Regions from separate parts of the Gossypium hirsutum genome. Here region 2 is linked to region 1. A link is a contact called in public Hi-C data. All regions are on one chromosome and are shown on one strand. Each heading gives the region's core, a stretch centred on a gene start, on an enhancer-like site or on the middle of the called end of the contact. The rest is flanking DNA. Distances are from core to core; before and after follow the strand shown.

Region 1 (5,559 bases), core at 504-3,003:
CAAGTTGAGTCAAAAACTACAGCCTAGTGGTGGGTACAATTGGGGCTATACATGTGAAGGTAAAGTCTTAGAGACTCATTAGATGGAAGGCTCTACAATTGACTTTTAGTTGGATGGTGCAACGGCGGAGGATGTGAAAATAGAGGAATTTGCAATAAGGGTCATTAGTGCTAGAGGTTGTTGGCTAAGACTATACCCAATGCTTGGAAAATTTGGTGAGGACTAGAAAAAATAGATATTAATTTATTTATAATTGTGTATGTATTTTTTTTAAAACATCTATATATTTTTATAGAAAAAATGAACTTTTAAATATATATTTTATTTTTTAAAATTTTAAAATTTTAAGAATCAAAATTAAATTGCCAGAATTTGTAAAGTTGATTGTTAAATTTGTTAAATTTTTAGAAATTGGATAAAATTAGTAGCATCTGTAAACATTGGAGGGCTAGTATTGTTATTATGCCAATAAAAAAGCTTTTATTAGTTATTTAATAGATGAGTGACCAAAATATAAAATTTTAAACTTTATTAACCAAAATAGAAACACATTAATAGTTGATTGGCTATTTTTATAATTTACTAAAAAAATTAATATATATTTTTTGATATAACGTCTAAAATTATCATAATACCTTTCCAACCCTTAATTAGAAGGATAAATGCATTTCAACAAGCTCGAATACACATACTCTCACATTAACAATAATGTCGATACTAATCAATCTAAAATATTTAAATTATATTTTAAACCATAATGAATTTAAATAATCCTGAAAAAGTTGAAAGCATATTTTAGTTGTAAACCCAGCCCCACTTGTCCCAATAAAAAATTGTCTCAATAAAAAATTACTTTAAAGACAAAAGGTTAATATGTAATTTGCCTTTAAACTTATCAAAAAGTATTTGATTATTACTTGAACCTTTTTTTGTTCTAGTTGATACATGAACTTGTATTTTATCACCCATATTGGTACCTTTAAATTAATACCGCTAGTTTGTGGATGAGGAATTAATGACCAATCCTATAATGATACATGGTGGATATAAATTAAAACAATAAAAAAATCTTTTAAAAGATATAAACTAATTTTAAAAAGTATAATATTTGGACAAGTTTAGGTACAACTAGGTGTTTTTTGGACAAGTTCAAGTACCAACTATGTACTTTTGGACAAAGCTTAGGGTAGGGTGAGCAAAACTTAATTCAACTCGAAAAACTAAAAAAAAAAACTTTAAATTTAGCATTAAACGAATCGAGTTATTCGAATTTATCAAATAATTTTAGTCAACTCGAATTTTTTTGAATCGAGTTTGATTTTCGAATTCGAATAATTTGAATAAACTAAATATTGAACTGTAATATTTTACATTTTTACCTCAAATTACCAAACTTCTTCTCTAAAACTTTTACTCCTCCCCTATCCCACATCCCTTCTACCTCAAACTCATTTCCCCCCAAATTTTTTAAATATTTTCCCTCTAAAATTTTACTTTCTCTATTTACATTTCCCAAAAATTTTACTCTTTTATCCCTCAAAACTTTTTATTTTCCTCCTAAATTTTTATTTCTCACCTTTTACCTCCAAATTAAAAATAAAAACCTACCAAAAAAAATCTCTAAACCTAAATAGTAATAATTTTATATATATACTATTTATATTATTAAATTAAATTTCACATTTTGGATTATTTATATTATTAAATTAAATCTCTAAACCTAATGCAAACCGCCACTATTGAACCCAAAGAAAAGGCAATGAAGCCTGCCACTGTCTTCAGTTTAGTGAAAAAAGGTTAGCCCATCAAATAATCTCCGGCTGGAGAAAAAATACCAGTCGGAAAGCCCATTTACAGTATCCTCTTTCTCATATTACTATTAGACGGGGAAGTTTTGCCGCCGAGGGTGTCTTACTAGCGTTAGGGTTTTGTTGAACTGATCGGATAGATTGATTAATGTCAGAGAAGTTGAACAATTGAATACTGGACATGAGCAGCCGGCTTGAAATTTGTGAAGAGAATGAAGGGGAGCATGTCGAAACCCAGGATTTCTTCTTCGAGAAAATCGGCGAACCCGTTCCTGTCAAATCTCAACCGGATTCCCAGTTCGATCTCCGAAGTCCTCCTTCTCAGCCCCTTGTCCTCTCCCAACGTTTCCAACTCCTGTTTCTAGCTCATTCTTCTGGGGGTTCTCTTTCTTGCCTTTTTGCTTTTTAACATCTTTCTTTGTATTTCTGCTCTTTTAAGCTGGTAATATAAACTAAACCGAATGTTTTAGGGTTCTTGGTGGCGAGGACCAAGGATGTGATTGATTTAGCCAAGGACATTAGGGAAAAAGCCTCCTCTTCAAGTATTGAAGATCTGAGTTTGGTGGAAGTTCCCATTGGCAAGGTTCACATTCTTGCTCTTTCCACCATCGACGACACCAGACTTGCAGTTTCTGTGGCAGCTGATATTCATTTCTTCAGTGTCAGCTCCCTTCTTAATAAGGTACTCTTACTGTAGCACCTGATATTCATTTCTTCTGTCAGCTCCCTTCTTAATAAGTTACTCTTTCATTAAGAGGCTGTTTCTAATATGACATCTTGTTCATGCATGACTCTGCCTGTATGTAGGACATAAAGCCATGTTTCTCCACTTCGCTCCCTCAGTCAAGCTTTGTCAAGGATATTCGTTGGAGAAAGAAGAAGGATAACTCTTTCCTAGTTCTTTCAGATGATAGAAAGCTATATCATGGAACTCTTGCACATCCTCTTAAGCATGTGATGGATAATGTTGATGCTGGTATCTCAGAACATCTATCTTTCAATTATAAATCGTCACTAAAACATCACAGTGATTGGCTTTTTTTTTTCCTTATTTTCTAGTAAAATACAGAGGTCCTTGTATGCTTCTCTAATTTGTTTACGTTTGCCCTTCCTTTTCTTGACCTTTCTATGTTTTGTGGTAGTTGCACCTGGCTTGTTATGTATTAACATTGTTTGAATAGTATCTTATGAAAGATTGCTATTTCATCAACTAACCATCTTGCTTCCTCTTTCACCCCTCCCTGATTGAAAATTTTGTGTTCTAAGATCTAACAATATTTATTTTGTTTTCTTAGTTGAATGGAGTGCAAAAGGTGCTTTTGTTGCCGTGGCCAAAGATAATAGCCTTTGTATTTTGTCATCCAAATTCAATGAAAAATTATGCGTAGCTCTTTCATTCAAGTCTTGGGTTGGTGATTCCAACGATGATTGCACTGTAAAAGGTGGGGTATCTATCAAATTGCTTGTAGATTTTTATCTTGCATTTGCTTTTTGATTTTTCTTACATGTTAGTCATGGATTACTCCTGTTTGTAATTTTATGCATCTTGATGATTATATTAGAAGTTACATTCTCTTCTTTGTCAAAAAAGTTAAGATTTCCTTTTTCCTTTTATTTTATCAAAAGTGAACTAAGATAAAATCTTGGACAGCTCTTTGTGGAGTCCATGCTATGGTTTTAATGCTTGATGGCATTGATTTGCATGGTGAATGCTATTGTGTTTGTACAAGTGTTTTGAAGTGCTTAACAGTATTTGTTAAAACATTTGGAGCTTAAATTCATTGTTCTGATTAAAAATTTATAATTGAGATATCACTATCATTCCAGGTTAATGTTTTCGTTCTGGTAGCTACAGTAGTTAAAGTGCATTTGATATGATTAAAACTTGCTTAAAATCATATCCTAATATATATATGGTTTTTCTTTTTTTACAAATTTTTTGCGTTCTTAACATTTGAAACTGAACAGTTCTTTTGTGAATAATTTTGTCAGTGGATACCATCAGATGGATTCATCCTGATTGCATTATTCTTGGATGCTTTCAGTTTACCAGAGATGCGAAAGAAGAAAATTACCTCGTCCAAGTAGTCAAAAGCAAGTCAGGCAAAATCACAGATGTTAGTATTAGTTCAATAGTAAATTGATAATTTTCTTTTGAATTTGTTTGCAATAAGTTTTAGTTTATCAACTTTATTGTTTGTTGCAATTAGTATGATGATTAACGATCAGAGAGGCTAGTTTGGAGTCAACTGCTATTTGAATAGTAATGTCTGCATTTCATTTGTCTTTAGAGTTGCATACCTAAATTATATAGGTTGCTTTGGCACCAGCTTTTGGGCTTACCCTTCTGGTACTATTCTTTTCTTGTTCTTGATTGCATCTTCTTTAATTCATTTTGTTCTAGTATTGTCCCTTCGTTCACTAAACCCTTATCCTTTTGTTATAATCCTGAAATGGCTTTGCTATTGAGCGAAGATCCAAATTTCTAAAAGACATAAACAGCAATAGCAATTGTTAAAAAAATTAGTCACTTTTGCTTATTATCCCTCTCATGCATCTGCCACAACCTAGATAAATTGATATCAGTGTTATAGTGGATTGGGTCTGGGTTAAGAGGACGTAGAGCCAGCTCATGTTTGGGGCGGGCAAAAATTTGCCTTGTTTTGCCAATTTTCATAGTGTAATCTTTGCATTTAGTTTGCTTTTGGAGTTTTAACTTATTATAGATGGAGAATGTGGGAATACTATAATGGACTTTTACATTTGTGATTATTAGCATGATAGCATCATTAGCATTTGGCTTTTCCTACTGTTATTAGTACTTAAAGTTTCCGTGAAAAAGTGCCCGAAAAAGTATCTCTTTAATCACCATGACCATAGGCTAATGTATTTGCTTAATTGCACTTCGTTCAAAACAAAATGAACATAAGTGTTCTACCACTTGAAGGAGATGATCTTGGGATTCCTACCTTTAATGGGATCATGATCTTTACGAATGCTAATTATTTCTGGCAATGCTCAGTTCTTGATGTGGTTTACTAATTAATTAATAGGGCTTATACCATTATATTCCAGAAATGTCTTAGCACATGATTATTTGGCTAAGTTGGTTGGTGCATGATTCCTTGTTCTGTGAGTCCTGTTTGAATCCCCTTACCTAAATAAAAAATGTTTTTACATTGGCCTGTAGACAGCTTATTACAGTCCCTGGTTATGAACCTTTGAGGATGCAAATGCCATATTCAGTCTCTCTTTGTAATGCAATTGTTGTTATACATTAAACTTTTATCAAATTTATTGCAGGCTACTTCCAATTTGGTTGTTCTATCCTTTAGTGATTTGTTTGCTGGTCTAATTGATGATATTGTGCCCTTTGGAACCGGCCCTTACTTATACTTGAGTTATTTGGAACAAAGGTAATGTGATGTAGTTTCATACTCTTGCACTTTTTAACTCCTTGTTGTCATGTGTGTTGCAGGTGAATGCTTGTAGTCTTATTTTATTTAAACTATAATTATATATATAAATTTTTGATACGTCTACAATTAGAAATATGAGTAAAGAATCCTAAGTCAAGTAAAACGTTTTTAATAAAATTGATGCAATAGTTCTTATTTATAGGTTAAATAAATCTTATTGTTTTTAATTTACTGTTTCAATTGAAAATTATAATTAATAAAATTATTAAGAGTGAATTTAGAAATAAATTGACTAATAATAATTTTTTTTCTCAATTTATATACGTATATCA
Region 2 (5,176 bases), core at 1,560-4,059, 320 kb before region 1:
CACTTTCGTTTGCTATGGATTTATCATTGGTGAGAGTGATCAAATGCTTCTATAACAAGAATTTCAGTTGTTGTCCAAAAACGATCTCCACAATTAAAAGTCTTTAGATTAGTGAGCATCTCTCAACACTACTCCCTATTATTAGCTTTATTAATGATTTACGAATTAAACGAGTTTGATGTCATTAGAATGGGTTGTAACTAAAATATTAAGGAAGTTAGGTAATTGAAGTGGGAGTAGCTATCTTAGCTTAGGATTTAACTGATTAATATGATTAAATTGAATGAACTTAAAACCCTAAAATTGAAGACTCTAGGTGGAAATTTAAGTAAATGAGACCAAAAGGAGATTTTACCAGAACCAATTCAATTATCTAGTTTAGATCCATTAGGTCGAAAGATAAGTGGACTAAATTGTAAGATTGGTAAAATTGTAGGTCGAAAGGTATTAATTGAACCAATAGAGAGTTAACTAATAAAAATTACTAAGTCTAGATTAATTACAACCATGGAAATTTATCAACTCCTGTTTGTCATTTCCGATTGATTTTTCTGCTAGTTTATTATTTATGCAATTAGATCTTTTTAGTAATATTTAGTTTTTATACTCTCAATTTACGTTTAGTCGTACTATAGTAATTAGGGAAGTAGCTATTTAGACTCACCTTTACATGTTCTTTGTTACTATTTGATTCAATTTTAGTTCATGCCTCTTTTTGGTATGATCCTTGGAATACAAAAGTATTCCGTTGTAAATCTAAAATTATATTACAATTTGACTTATATACTTGCAGTACACCGATATTCTATTATTTGTGACAACTTATTTTTTTAAAAAAAATCTATTATTCGTAAGAATACTTATAATTTTCGATTTATAAAGAGAATTAACTTTCTTATTGAAAGTTAAATAAACATTTGATTATGTGCACTAGTTCGATTTGTTTGAGTCCACACTCAAAGCAATTGGAGGTTCGAGAATAGTGGAAATGATCAATTGGTTGAAAGCCAAAAAATGACCTAGACTACATTATGCTCTTATTTAAAAATTTGAAAGAGATTATAAGTAATTCTAGACATTGTATCAAAAAACAAATAAAATTTATTTCATATCCACATGATAAACAACTCTCTAAATCTTACCTATTTAATCATACTCTAATTCAATCAATTGGTAGGCATATTTCATTTAATCCATAATTTATTTATAACATAACTTGACAAAAGTCAACTACTTCCTTTCAAATCTACAATCTTTTCGTTGCCTTTGTTTCCTCTTCAATAACTACATACTCAAATTAAGACTACATTAATGATTTGAGAAGAAGCCATTGCTTCTTTACCTTTCTAACCTTTTAAAATTTTCAAAGATTGGAACTAAGCTTATAAAAGTGTAGACCATAGTGGTTTTTAAAGATTTAAGGTGGGAGGTGAAGAAAGAGATGAAAATGGTTTTGTAAAGGAATTTTCAGGTTCCTCATTTTCTTCTTAAAAATCCAATTCCATGGCACCTATAGCTCAGCTTTGCCAGTCAAGATCATGAGACTTGATCAAAGGGCCCTCATTTAACCTATCTTATTTCTCATTTCTCTCAAATTGTTAAACTCCCCGTCTTTATGTCCTTTCACATTTTACCAAATTTTAGAAATTGGGAAATTATTCCATCAAATCCTACTTGTCACCCAAATTACAAATTTAAGATAAAATTATACTTCATCTCATTTAATACCCTTTTTAGTGTTCAACTATCCCTACCAATATTTTTTAATTATTCTAAATCTTTTCTCTTCAAAACTTTTACATAGTCAAGTTAGTTAATTTAAATAATCATAATTAATTAATTATAAATAATTTAGATATGAAACATTAAATATATATTTTTTAAATCTTTGCATTTTGGTTGAAGAGTCATGAAAAATAACTAATATTCCACGAAAATAAAATAAAAAATTAGGAAAGAACAAAGATTAATAGAGAATGTAACTCTTGTTGTTGTATTCTCGTTCACTTGAATCACAAATTTATTATACAAATGTTGAGGTACAAATAATGATAAAGTTTACAAAATCAAAGACAAATAAGAGATAAATGAATACATAATGATAAATAGAAAAGATAAATAAAATATTTATCTTAAAAAAATAATAAAAATTTATCTCCCAATATGTTTATCTACAATAATAAATAATTTATAATTAAAAAAATTATCGAGTATAGAGTAAATTTAAAATTTATGGTCAATATATACCCTTTTATTGAACTCATAAAAAGTGAATAATTAATTACTAAATTAGTTTTAATGAATACTTTAAAAAACTTAAAAAAATTAAAATATTTTAAATATTAAAAAGAATAATTATATCAACTACTTCAATAAAAAATAATTAAATAATTAAAAGAAATCCAAAAAGAAATCAAATTCAAATGTACTGGCTACACAACTAAGCTTGACGAAACTATGGTTTGGGTAGCAGTAGCATAAACCAAACTCAGAAGATGAAGCAATGATTGATGAGTGCAAGCAATGCAGAGCAGGTAATAAAAACCTGAGATTTTGACCGTCAAATTGGAGAGGGCCGGATAAGAGCGAAGGCTCCATTAGCTGTAGAATGGCCCAATCCCAGCTTCAAGATCTTAACACTAACTTATAACTGCCGATCGCCATTCCGCACTTTACTCTCTCATCAGTTATCAAATAGACAAACGACATCATGTCTCCGTCAAACCAGAGCAGTTTTGTTGTATTATTTATAGCTTCCCATGGGCCCCCTTCCTATTTTATTTTGGTTTGCTTTTCGGATTTCGTGCTTGTCTACACATTTCGCACGTCACGTAGGTTCCCACCCTGGTTCTATCCTTACATTTCCCTTCCTTTCCTGTCTTTTTCCTTTTCTTTCCTCACTTACTTTGCTTTGCTTTCTCTCTCACTGATTCCTCAACTTCTTCTTACTCAAGTTGCTGCAACGGTGGATTCTTAACTTGCCCAAGTCCGCATTGCCTCTTCCTTTTTAAACTCACTTATTCTTTTTCATTTTTTTCTGATTTTATTTGTACCGCTGAATCTGGGTTTCACTCTGACTACTACTGGTGTTTCTTTTCCTTTTCTTTAAACCCCTCACATCCATTCCTTACTAACTTTTTCCATTTTCTAAAAATCTCTGCTAGTATTGTATTCTCTTCAAAGTACTACAGTGCAAAGATATGTTCTTGAATAAGCTACTAGTAGATTTCAATTTTCACTGTTACGTTATTTCCCTGGTTTTTTTATGGGTTTCTGAGTTCAAGCTTGTTGCTCGGTTTTTCTGCTAATTACACTATTCGCTCCCTCGTAGGCTTGAACTTCTGGTTTTTGCTAGATTTGCTTCCTCAGTTCCATTTAATCTCCCAGTGTTAGCCGTTAAGCTTGGAACAAAGGAAGCCTAAACTAGGTAGGAAAAATATGGGGTGTATTACAGTTACTATCGGGATTGTATGTTTGTTTACCTTGTTGTGGAGTGTGAACGGAATTGGTGTGAACTGGGGAACACAGACATCCCACCCTCTGCCCCCAGACACAGTAGTAAGGATGCTGAGAGAGAATGGGATTCAAAAAGTGAAGCTTTTTGATGCAGATTATGGTATACTTAAGGCTCTAGGTAAGACTGGGATTGAGGTCATGGTGGGTATCCCAAATGACATGCTCGCTTCTGTGGGTGGCAGCATGAAGGCTGCTGAGAAATGGGTTGCCAAAAATGTCTCCGAACATATCTCCTCCAATAATGTCAACATCAGGTCAGCTTTCTTTCTTTTTCTCTTCAATTAGATTCACTTCCTATCATTGTTCTTATATAATTGTTGAGATCCTTCTTGCCTAATTGTTTTTCTGTTACTAGAATCTAGAGCTGAAGCTTCAGTAATTTAATTGTGGTGGTCTTTTGAATTTAACAACCATTTCTTATACTAAAGTGTCCTTTTGATTCCAATAATCTGATTTCACTTCACGTATCAATTTACTCTGTATTATTTGATGTGTTGCTGTTGAAATCAAGGGAGGATTCCTAATTAATTTTGCATAAAAAGATGTCAATTCTCCCTAGAGATTGTGAAAGTTCTACTAATGAAATTGAAAGTAATCGTCCTTTATGTTATGGTAGTTTAGGTCTAAAAAAGGGTAAATTGTTAGGCTAATCCTTGTTGTGCATCGTTCTAAGTGTGAGCTAGGCTTCTAGCTTTTGCAACGTAGTAGTTTAGGTGTAAAAGTGGCAAATGGAAACTATTGCACTGGTCTTTTAAAGAGAGAGAAGGGAGGGCTGAAAAGATTTTAGTGTTCGGGTGCAAGAGGATATCTTGCTGAGGTTGCGACTAGAGAGAGGGGTGGAATGGCTATTGACCGATGTGTATATGATACAGAAAGGATTGATATATAAAGTGTGTGTAAGGAAAGTTTCTTTAGAAACGGAGACAGGAAACTGGAATAGTCATGGGAAAACCCCAGCATGATCAGTGGAAAACCTTGTTTTACATGATCTCACGCTCCCTAAACCAATTCTTTAAATAGATAACAGTTTGGTACTTTTCTCTCGAGGACTTGTATTTAGTTATGTGCTACCAAGCTTCTATGATCCAATTCAAATATGCTATAATACTAGCTTTTCTCTAACTAGCCGCTTCCATGGTCAGCTATTCCGCCCTCCCTCCTGTCTACCCTTTCTCTTTTGCTTTCTGGATTGCTTGTATATTATGGATTTCTATGTCACCGCATCTATGCTATCCAAATATTAATTTGGATTAAATAATGGCTTCTGTTACAATGTACATCTAAAATTTGTTCATGAGTTGGAATAATTTATTAATAAATTAACCAAAACTAGAAGGATATAGTCTGAGACTTACATGGTTAAAACATCCTTAAAAGGCTTGTTCCCCTCTGGAACATGGTCAATCACCTTTAGGCATGACTAGTTAGTGAAGCCATGTTTAATATGTAATTCAAATTCTGGCTGGTTTTGATTTGGAGGCATTGATCTTTTCATCTCCTGTGGTTAAAATATTCTAAGCTTGATATGCGTCTATCACTGTGATTATCCTGCAAATGTGCTTGTAACTTCATATTTGCTTCTCAACTTTTGCAATGACTTGTTTAAGTATACATCGACTTGTTGTTCTTAAAAATCTTTAGCCTTATTGTATGTGTGGCA

What was found. A called contact is a pair of places that touch in the nucleus more often than the background predicts.
Region 2: a contact with region 1 is called in a Hi-C map of leaf, with 4 times the contacts expected there. The contact joins the promoter of LOC107945318 here to the promoter of LOC107952716 in region 1. A contact is called at or near these places in 3 of 34 Hi-C or Micro-C datasets (callus and leaf).

The regions. Positions count from the first base shown.
Region 1 is chrA08:24,539,130-24,544,688 of Gossypium_hirsutum_v2.1, reverse strand. It overlaps LOC107952716 (nuclear pore complex protein NUP214), which reads left to right and starts at 1,753. Exons shown (of 18, transcript XM_041075940.1): 1 at 1,753-2,188; 2 at 2,279-2,490; 3 at 2,616-2,784; 4 at 3,104-3,250; 5 at 3,801-3,925; 6 at 5,112-5,224. The coding sequence starts at 1,990.
Region 2 is chrA08:24,859,547-24,864,722 of Gossypium_hirsutum_v2.1, reverse strand. LOC107945318 (glucan endo-1,3-beta-glucosidase 6) reads left to right here and starts at 2,809. Exons shown (of 2, transcript XM_016879277.2): 1 at 2,809-3,770. The coding sequence starts at 3,439.